2 separate regions of the Mus musculus genome follow, and region 2 is linked to region 1. Evidence: chromatin contacts called from public Hi-C data. All regions are on one chromosome and are shown on one strand. The core of a region is the stretch at or near the end of the contact, and the rest is flanking DNA. Distances in the headings are between cores, read along the strand shown.

Evidence for each region. A called contact is a pair of places that touch in the nucleus more often than the background predicts.
Region 2: a contact with region 1 is called in a Hi-C map of uterus, with 2.3 times the contacts expected there. The contact joins the enhancer-like site here to the promoter of AY702102 in region 1. A contact is called at or near these places in 7 of 484 Hi-C or Micro-C datasets (embryonic stem cells, nephron progenitors and uterus) and 2 of 115 datasets of contacts at active chromatin or transcription factors (both in embryonic stem cells).

The regions. Positions count from the first base shown.
Region 1 is chr2:169,960,674-169,965,359 of GRCm38.p6, reverse strand. AY702102 (cDNA sequence AY702102) reads left to right here and starts at 2,173. Exons shown (of 1, transcript NR_131974.1): 1 at 2,173-3,347. It also overlaps a transcript of Tshz2 not described here.
Region 2 is chr2:170,010,357-170,015,055 of GRCm38.p6, reverse strand. It overlaps a transcript of Tshz2 not described here. Among named protein-coding and RNA genes, the nearest start is that of AY702102, 50 kb to the right of the region's middle. Within about 2 kb of position 3,020, at least 12 of the 459 cell types and tissues checked have an H3K27ac peak or open chromatin away from gene starts, as enhancers often do. A contact at or near this core is called in uterus, where this site is marked.

The sequences.
Region 1 (4,686 bases), core at 924-3,423:
ATTCATATCTTTTATGAGAACTCATGCCTAGAGAGTCTCAGCAGGGCCTGGACATTGCTTATTGCTTGTTGTATGCAGGTATTAACTAACGCAACCCCTGACAGAACTCTTGATGTAGGGTGATTATTATGGACTTCTACAGAGGGGGAAATTGAGGCACAGTCTTACAGTTAGTGGCAAAGCTGGAACTGAAACCCAAGGTGGCTGGCCCCCAGACGTGCTCCATCTTGCTTGGTTCTGTATTTGCACATTCAGGTACTTAGCCCAGCTTAGAGTCACGGAGCAACTTAGCCCATGAACAAAGCCAGACGCCAGCTAACATACAGGCTATCAAAGTAGGCCAGGTCATTTCATTGAGTTAAACTGCTTTTGATGTATGATCAAGTGTGATTATAATGATTATAATCTCGTTAGCTTGCTAGCCTTGTGGGGCTCATAAGGCAACTCCTGAAGACATACTGCAAAGAGTCTTTGCAGGAGCAGTAACCACTGGAATGAATATTTCATCTTCCCGGGGGAGACCGCTTTGAAGAAAAATGTCTATTACTGTGGGCACCCTGAGCTCATCTGCTTAGAAACAAAAAGAAAACTGGATACAATGAGGCAGATCATCACACCACTGCGCAGCATACAAGTTCAGTATCCTTCATAAAACTGGCCCTCCTCTCCCACCCAGCTAGTCTACAAAGAAAAACATGTACAGGCCAATTTCAGTTTGGCTTTGTTTTTTAACGTCTCCCTCCCTCCCTCCCTCCCTCCCTCCCTCCCTCCCTTTCTATTTCATAAACTGAAAGAAACACAGTCACCACCAGCATTTTCTGGCTGTCTTTCCTTAGTCACAATTCTACTTGCTTGGTTTTCTTGTTTTGTTTTATTTTATTTTATTTTTATTTTTTTTTATAGCTTTCATGTGTCCAGACTGTATTTACAGGATACCTACTATGTGCCTGGCATTGTTCTTGCTGATGAAGACACACTGCAGAAAGAACAGGCAAGGCTTGCCTTTGGGGCGCACACATCAGCCCCCCACTTCCCTTTATGGACACAGCACATTTGCGTTGCGGTTGTCAGGGGGTGGGTACCATTCGGCTGCAGTGACCAGTACACCTATGATTATTACTGTATGCAGTTTTACAGCTTAAATTCTTTAAGAAGGTTTTGAAGAGTTTCTGCTTTCAATTCTTCTTGATATATACGTTGGAGTGGAATGACTGAGTTATGTGGCAAATTCATTTTCAGCTTATCAGGGAGTCGCTGGGTGGATCCTCTCTCAAAGCCACTCTACTTACATGCATGACTCTGCATGTATGAAGTGTCCTGAACAGGCAGATTCCCAGTCACAGAGAGGAGATGACTGGTTCCCAGGGGGCCAAAGGGGAGAAGTCGGTTGCGTGTGTGTCTCCCTGTAGGGATGAGGAAAACGTTCTGAAATGAGGATGTGGTGTAGATGTGCACTTCACATGGCTAAAACAAGATTGGGCTCAGTGGTTAAGAGATGTCCTGCTCTTGCAGAGGACCAGAGGAAAATTCTCAGTACATACATTGGGCATCTCACCATTGCCTGTAACTCCAGATCCAGGAGGGCCAACACCCTCTTCTGGTCTCTGAGGGCACACACATACACTCTTAGCCGGGTGGTGGCAGTGCACACCTTTAATCCCAGCACTTGGGAGGCAGAGGCAGGTGGATTTCTGAGTTCGAGGCCAGCCTGGTCTACAGAATGAGTTCAGGACAGCCAGGACTACACAGAGAAACCCTGTCTCAAAAAAAAAAAAAAAAAAAAAAAAACAAAAACAACAAAAAATACAACCCAAAAGACTAATTTTGTATCCTATGTGTTTTACCCTAATTAAGCAAAGCAAAACAGAGAGAGGAAAAGATCTGACAAGGTCCTAATCTTATGGGGCACATAGGTTAATGAGTGGAGACCGACCATAGATAAATCAATACTTCATACATTGTATTCATCTGTGCTCTGACAGAAGAGGTGCTGGGAAGCACTTGGGTAGGATTTGGGTTGCCAGACTGTGAGGGGACACGGGGCATTGAGAAGGAGGAGGGGCAGGGAGTCCAGCTGGGGCTGTGTCATTATGATGTCACATGTGACATTATGATGTCAGGGGTATTCAGTTGGAAGGTTCTTTTGGCCATAGGGAGATATAGAGAGAGCTTGTAGATAGTTTTAGCTGACATGACTCTGGGAGGGAGGGGGTACCCCCTCGGAAGAATGGGGTACTCCTCCGCTTTCCAACAAAGAATCCCCTGTCCTGAAATGACCTCAGAGGAACTGGCTGAGACACTCTGACCTAACCATGCAGATCCAAGGCTTAAAATCTGCTGGAAAAAACCCAGCCAGTTTTATATAGCGTGCAGGCTCACGGGTTGTTCTGTGTGAGTCATCTGGAACCCGGGGTCTGGCTTTGACTTGTGTCTGCAGCCTGAGGAAGACGAATGTTCCTTCGGCCAGTTGAGTCTGAGAATTGAGGACATTCACAGCTCTCACTCTGTGTCCTGACCTACGTGACTCAGACCTGGAACTGGATGTATTAGGGTGTGGGGAACTCTGCAGGAAAACCCACAATTCTTATCCAAGGGCAGGTTTTAGCCTAAGCAGAGAATCCGTGCCCCATGCCCTAGTGGAAATGCCTTTTTTTCATGACAATTTAAGATGGACACTGTCTTCCTGCCTTGCCACCTTCCCTGTGGGTTGAATCTACCCGACACTACATTTTATCCAGGGATCAAGGCTAGAAGAGATGAATCCACAGAAGAGTCTGCGACCATGGTGCCTGGGCTTTCTGTGCAAAATGCTACAGCCACAATAAGATATTTACCGTCTTTATCGGAAGATCAAACCCACCCACAAATGTCACATTGCTCAAATTCCATCAGTAGATCAGACAAGCTGTCTCTGGGAAGAGGACATTCCAGCCAGCAAGTTCAGAGCGCACTGGCTTCGAGGGCCGGTCCCTTCCTATTTTCTGTCACACACCCTGAGCCTTTGTTGTCTCCGCACTGCTGATAAATCAATCCATCAAAAAATTTCCTCAGTGAAACTCAATCAAGAAAGGTCATGTCAGCGGGAGAGGAACAGATTAAATTAGCATCAAATTAGACATGGAAAGTGAGTTCTGTCAAAATCATCGCAGCGCTCAGCACAATTAGAATATGTTAATTATGCATTTCATTAAGGTGGATGTGAGATGAAATGTCACTGGGGTAGGCATCCGAAAAAGGGAAGATTGCCAGGCACAACTTTCTCTAGACAATGTGTGACACCTTCATTACCATCAAGAATCGCGAGTCTGCCGTGACTTTTTCTGTAAAGGATTAAACCATTAACTGTTTGCTGTCTCCTCTCATTCGTGCAAAGGGGCGGGGGGTGAGGGTGGGTCCCCCTATCCTCAGAGCCGACCACTCCCTTCCAAGTGACTGTCTTGCTCTCAGACCGCCATGGCCCCGGGGGCTGCTGGGAATGCCTGGTGGGCAACAGGGTGGTGGCAGGCTTTAATGAACTCCTTGGAATCCTGCCACTGCCTTAGGGGTGGCGAAATGCTGGGGATGGGGAGAGGAGAGAAATGAGGGGTGAGGATTACAGAGGGAGGGGAGGAGGAGCGAGGATCTCGGCCCCAGTCTTGGGGATGAAAGATATCATCAACATAATGGGGAACGGGAAGGGGGGGGGATCCAATTTCTAAACGCGCGCACCCAGCAAACTCTCATTTGGTGAATTCTTTTGCACCCGCGCTGAGGCTCTGAGTCATGGTTACCAAGAGGCTCTGACTTCTAGCGAGGCAGCTTCATCAGATGCCGCTTAGGTGCTCAGCACAGAAGGCTGCGACTCTGAGCAGCCCCGTTCCTCTGAGACTACTGCTTGGTTCTCCCACCCCCACCCCCACCCCTGCTTTTCTTTTTAAAACCAGGGCTTTCTATGTTAGCGGGAGGGTGGGAAGGGGCTCTAGGTGGGTTATTCCTGACCTTGCTTCCTCAGGTAATTCCTTTCCTCCCTCCCACCATGAGCCAAGCATCCAATGTTCCAGATCAACTTAGTTCATTAGGAAGCTTCCGGTGGTGCCTTGTGGTGGGAATCTCTGCTTTGTTCTCATTTCTCTTGCACAGGCTGGTCTGTCTCTTGGCGGGGGGGGGGGGGGGATCCCTGATTCCAGACTCTGTGTCCCCTCGTTCTGTGCCTTCTCACCCACAGTGCGCTCTCTCTCTCGCGCGCGCGCACACACACACAGAGCACACATCTGTTGGATTCCTCTACCTCAAGTCAAAATGAACATGACTTCCTGCCAGATGTGTCCCTCACCGACAAGCCTCTCCTACATCTCTGGGAGCTTCCCCCGGGCACACATGGGATGCTGGACTTGACAGAACTTTCCAGAGTTAATATTTGCTGTTCACACCCAAATGACACATCCTCTCTCTTTCACACACAATATATTGATGACAACCCATTGTAACTGATATATGTATATGTGTGTGCGTGTGTGTTTGTATGTATGGTTGTGCGTGTAATTGTAAGTACATCTTAACAAATGGAGAATAGGTCGCGCTATTTAATATAGTGCATGTTTTGTTTTTGTTTTTGTTTTTGTTTTTGTTTGAACAAGTAAGAAACCAGAAGCCTCAAATTTTATTTTTGACCTTTCGAAGCTCAGACCCATCTCTTGCAAGGCAGCC
Region 2 (4,699 bases), core at 1,771-4,270, 49 kb before region 1:
TCAAGCTTGCACTCTCACTTGCCTACCAAGGTCTGTCAACTCCTGAACCCTCCAACTCCTCCTTCCATATTGGAGACTATCCAAGGCTCAATCCCAATAATGCTACCTGCCTTCCCCCAAGCCCCCTCAAGACAAGAGTTTCCTTATGTAGTCCTGGCTGTTCTGAAGTTCACTGTGTAGACCAGGCTGGCCTCAGACTCACAGAGATCCACCTGCCTCTGCCTCCCAAATGCTGGGATTAAAGGACTGCGCCACCACCACCCAGGCACTATCTGCTTTCTTAAGAGCCCAGATTTGCTTCCTGCTGCTCATAAAACAAAGCCCCAGCTGTGCTGTTGCAGGCGGAGGTTCCAGCTCCACGGTGCCCTCTCTCTACAGCTATCTTCCTTCTGACCGTGTTTGCCTCCTCTTTGTTCTCTCACAAGGCCCTCCTTGTTCCTCTCAGTGTCCTGACACTTGGGTACTCTCGCCTCTCTGACCTCCCTTTCTCCTTTCTCCTCAGTTGGGCCAAGTACCTCAGAGTTACCTTCCTTACTGACTATCATATCAAGAACCACCCACCTCACCTCACTGCCCCTTACTGTCTCATCCCCTTTGATTCATTCCTAGCTGTCCTGGTATTATTAATTCCACCATTTTCTAGTTTACAGTTTGCTCTGTGTCTTCAGGATGTTAGCATTTTGGTGACAAGGACCTTGCCCATGTTACTTACAGCCAAAGACTAAATAACACCTCACCATTCTAGGACCGCACTGAAGATTTACAAAGGAGCGAGTCACTTGACCTAAGTACACAGACTTTCCCCATAGCAAAGAAGTTGCTTCCCTCCCCGTGTCCTCATACAATGTCCCTCAAACATGCCGGCCTGTGGCGTGGCTTCCTGTATCCCGACAAGATGGCCACAGAAGCTATACATGCCTGCAGCTTCCTCGTGTGCTCTTAGGTATTAGTCAGCGGTCGAATGAGGTTCAAGCTGGGAGATGCCTCAGTGAGGACAGTGCCTACCATACAAGCATGAGGACCCAAACCTGAGTTTGGATTCCCTTCCCCCATCCCAGAACCCTTGTAAAAGCAAGGCATGGCCGCATGTGCTTGAAACCTTAGGCCCTGAGGCACTCATAGAGACAGAAGGATGGCTGGGACTTACTGGTGAGCTAGCCTACCTACCAAATGGTACACTAGAGATTCAATGAGAGACCATATCTGAGGGGACAAGGCAGAGTGTCACGGAGTGGACAGCTCCTCTTATACACAAACATACACAGGCATGTGTGCATGAGCGCACACCGCACCTACCCACAAATTAAAAACATTAACCGCGGAGGGACATAGTGGTGCCATCTTTAATTTCAGCAGTCAGGAGACAGAGCAGGTGGATCTCTGAGTTTGAGATGAGCCTCATCTACAAAGCATGTTTCATGCTACCTAGGACTGCAGAGACAGCTATGTGGTCCTAAATCAAAACTCCTCAATCAATCAATCAATCAATCAATCAACCAACCAATCAAAAACAGAACTTTAAGCTTTAAAATGTAAAGTTAGAAATGTTATACAGGTGGTCCAGAGAGATGGCTCAATAGTGAAGAGCAGCTCACTGCTTTTACAGAGTCCTGGAGGAAGTTCCATTCCCAATGCCTACACCAGATGGCCAGGGAATTTGGAATGCCCTCTCCCTTCCCCCACGGCATTCCCTTTAGCGTGCATATGCATGCCCATGTACACACACACACACACACACACACACACACACCATCAAAAATAAATCTTAAAAAGAAGTAAAAGGAAAAGTGTAGAAAGTGTTGGTAACCAAAACATTGTCTTCTTTCACAGGCGTTAGGGAGTTGCTCTGGCTGGCGGGATTATTTATTTGCTTATTTGTTTGTTTGTTCTCAAGCCTTTTAAACAAGGAAGCATTTCTGCAATGATCCTGACTTCTTACCGTTGATTTCCCAAGGTGAAATCAAAGTGTGTAATTATTTTGTGGGTGGATCTCACAGACGCCAATCCTCAGCTGAGTTGACATGTGAAGAGAAGTCTTGGGTTTTCATAATTACAAGATATTTCCTTAATAAACCCTATCTGATCCTTTTCCGCTAATAATTACATGTAATTATATTTACACGTGAGAACATTGCATGCTAATGGAGACTAGGGCCCTGAGGACTTAAGAGGGTTGACAGAATGTTTGACTAGATATGGCCAATCACTCTGTGTCATATAAAGAACTCGGAGAGAAAGGAATGTGTTCAAAAGAAACCAGAGCAGTGGAGAAACCCAGCGCATTCATTAATTGATAATATTTTTGTTAGGTTTTTGGTTTCAAGTGTCTTTTAGTGCCTGCACTTGAATTTAAATGTCTAAAAGGAACGGGTATTCAGAGAAAGAAAAGTAATTACACCCTGTAATTCTGATTTAATTACAAGGAAATAGATGTAACACGATGTGGTAAAAGTTATGATGGGTTCTTTAAATGATATATGTCATTAACATGTTAATTGGCATGAAATCTAAGCTCCCAGCCAGAGAGCTCATAGGTGAAGCTGAGGCCAGGGCCGTTTCGGGTGGGATCAGGGTTAAGATCCTGCGAAGGCATCTCGAGTGGGATTCTGTCCTGTAGGTTTCCCCCAGTCGTGTAGAATACAAAGAAATTCCAGTCCTGCTCTTAAAGAAACGAAACAAAAAGGCTGCTTGTGAGATGCTGGTGTGGCTAGCTTGAACTTGTAACTGGAGAGCCATAATGTCAGGGAGAAATTAAGGGGAGGGATGGGTTTTCCTCTGTCCAGAGACCCAGCCCCGCAACTGTAAAAATTGAGCTCTTCCCACGTCTTCACGTAACGATGAAGTGAAATGCACACAGATTTTTATTATTAAAAAAACTTGCCTTTCCTCAAAGACCCATTGGGGGATCTGTTTATTTTATTTAATTTTGATGTTTTTGGCGCATGGCTGGGGTTAGTCATCAAAACAGGAAGGGATGCCTCTTTATTCAGCAGAAGGAATTAGCCACGCTAGAATGAGCTTTGCTGGTTGGACGCTGTGTGAAACTCTTGGTTTGTTTTGTGTGCGTGTGTTCATGCATGCCACAGCATGTATATATAGAAGTCAGAGGCAAACCTCTCTCCTTTCATCTTGTAGGTCCCCGGGGATCAAACTTAGGTCCTCAGGCTTAGTGGCAAGCTCCTTTACCCACTGGGCTATCTCACCAGCCCATAATACTTGGTTGAGCTAAGTGCAGTGACACAGAGCTTTGCCTGGAGAAACATGCACAACAGGGTGAGGACGGACTCGGCGAGTCTCTGTGACAGCGGAGGTGGATGGGGCAGGCTGGGGACAGCACCCTGCTTGCTCCTGTTCTGTGCTTAGGCTTCTGGGCACTGACAGTGAATGATGTCATGGTTAATATTGATTGGAAGATTGACAGAATCTAGACTCACCCAGGAGGCAAACCTTTGGGTATGTCTGTGAGAGATTTTTCTAGACTGGTAATGTCAGGATGTCTGAGGCTAGTGCCCCATACAGAGATGTCAACACATGACCTCCACCACTTTGGCTGTGTTGCCAGACATCACAGGAATCGAGCACACGCACGCCTGCTCTCAGAGGCTAGCCACAGTTACCTGAACTCCAAAGGCCCCACTCAAGAGCCCTCAGAACAAGAGGTAGGGAGAAAAGCAAGCCGGCGTGGGCCATGCAGGCAGCAATGCTACAGTGTTAACTCAGCTTGTGCTCAGCATCCACAGTACTGTCACTGTCATGTTCTTGTCGCTTGACACAGAACACCTCTTTCGTGGCTTTTTCTACAAGCATTGATTTTATACACTTATTTTTTTGGAGCTAAGGTCCCGCCCTCTCTCTAATGCAGCATGGTCTTGAACTTGTGATTCTCCTGCCTGAGCCTACTGAGTGCTGGGATTGTAGACCTGTGCTACCACTTTGGCCAAACATTGATTGAAACACCACCACCACCACTACCACCATCACCATCACCACCACCACCACCACCACCACCACCACCACCACCACCACCACCACCACCACAACCAAACTCTTTCTCTGTCAATCAAAACACTCTTACTTCCTGGGGCCTTCTAACAGGTCAGGTCAGTTTTCTGGGACACCTCAGATGTCCGTGGTGGTCAGCTAGGACTCATTTGCCACTGTGCTGCTCTCAGATCTCATGGGACCAGAGGTGGGGCGTTCATGTGTGTATGTGTGTTCATTCATGTGTGCATGTGTGAGTGTGTGCAAGTGTATGCATGTGTGTGTGAGTGTGTATATGTGTGCCATTGAGTGTGCATATGTGTATGTTTGTGCATGTGTGCCTGTGTTTAAGTGTGAGTATGTGAGTGTGTGTATATGTGTGTAGATGTAGCTATGTGTTTTTGTGCGTGTGTGCCTGTGTTTGACTGTGTGTGAGTATGTATGTGTGTGTAGATGTATGTATGTGTGTGAATGTTTGCATGTGTGTATGTTTTGTGTGTGTGTACATGTGTGTGCATGTGTGACATATGTATGCATGTGCACTTGTTGACTCTGTGTGTTTGAGTGTGAGTGTATGTGTGTATGTGTTTGCATGTGTCTATGTTCTTGCACATGTGTGTGTGTGTGCATGTGTACCTGTTGACTCTGTATGTGCATGTGTGAAGTGTGTCTGCACATGTACCTGTTGAGTGTGTGTGTGTAAGCAGAACTGAAAAGC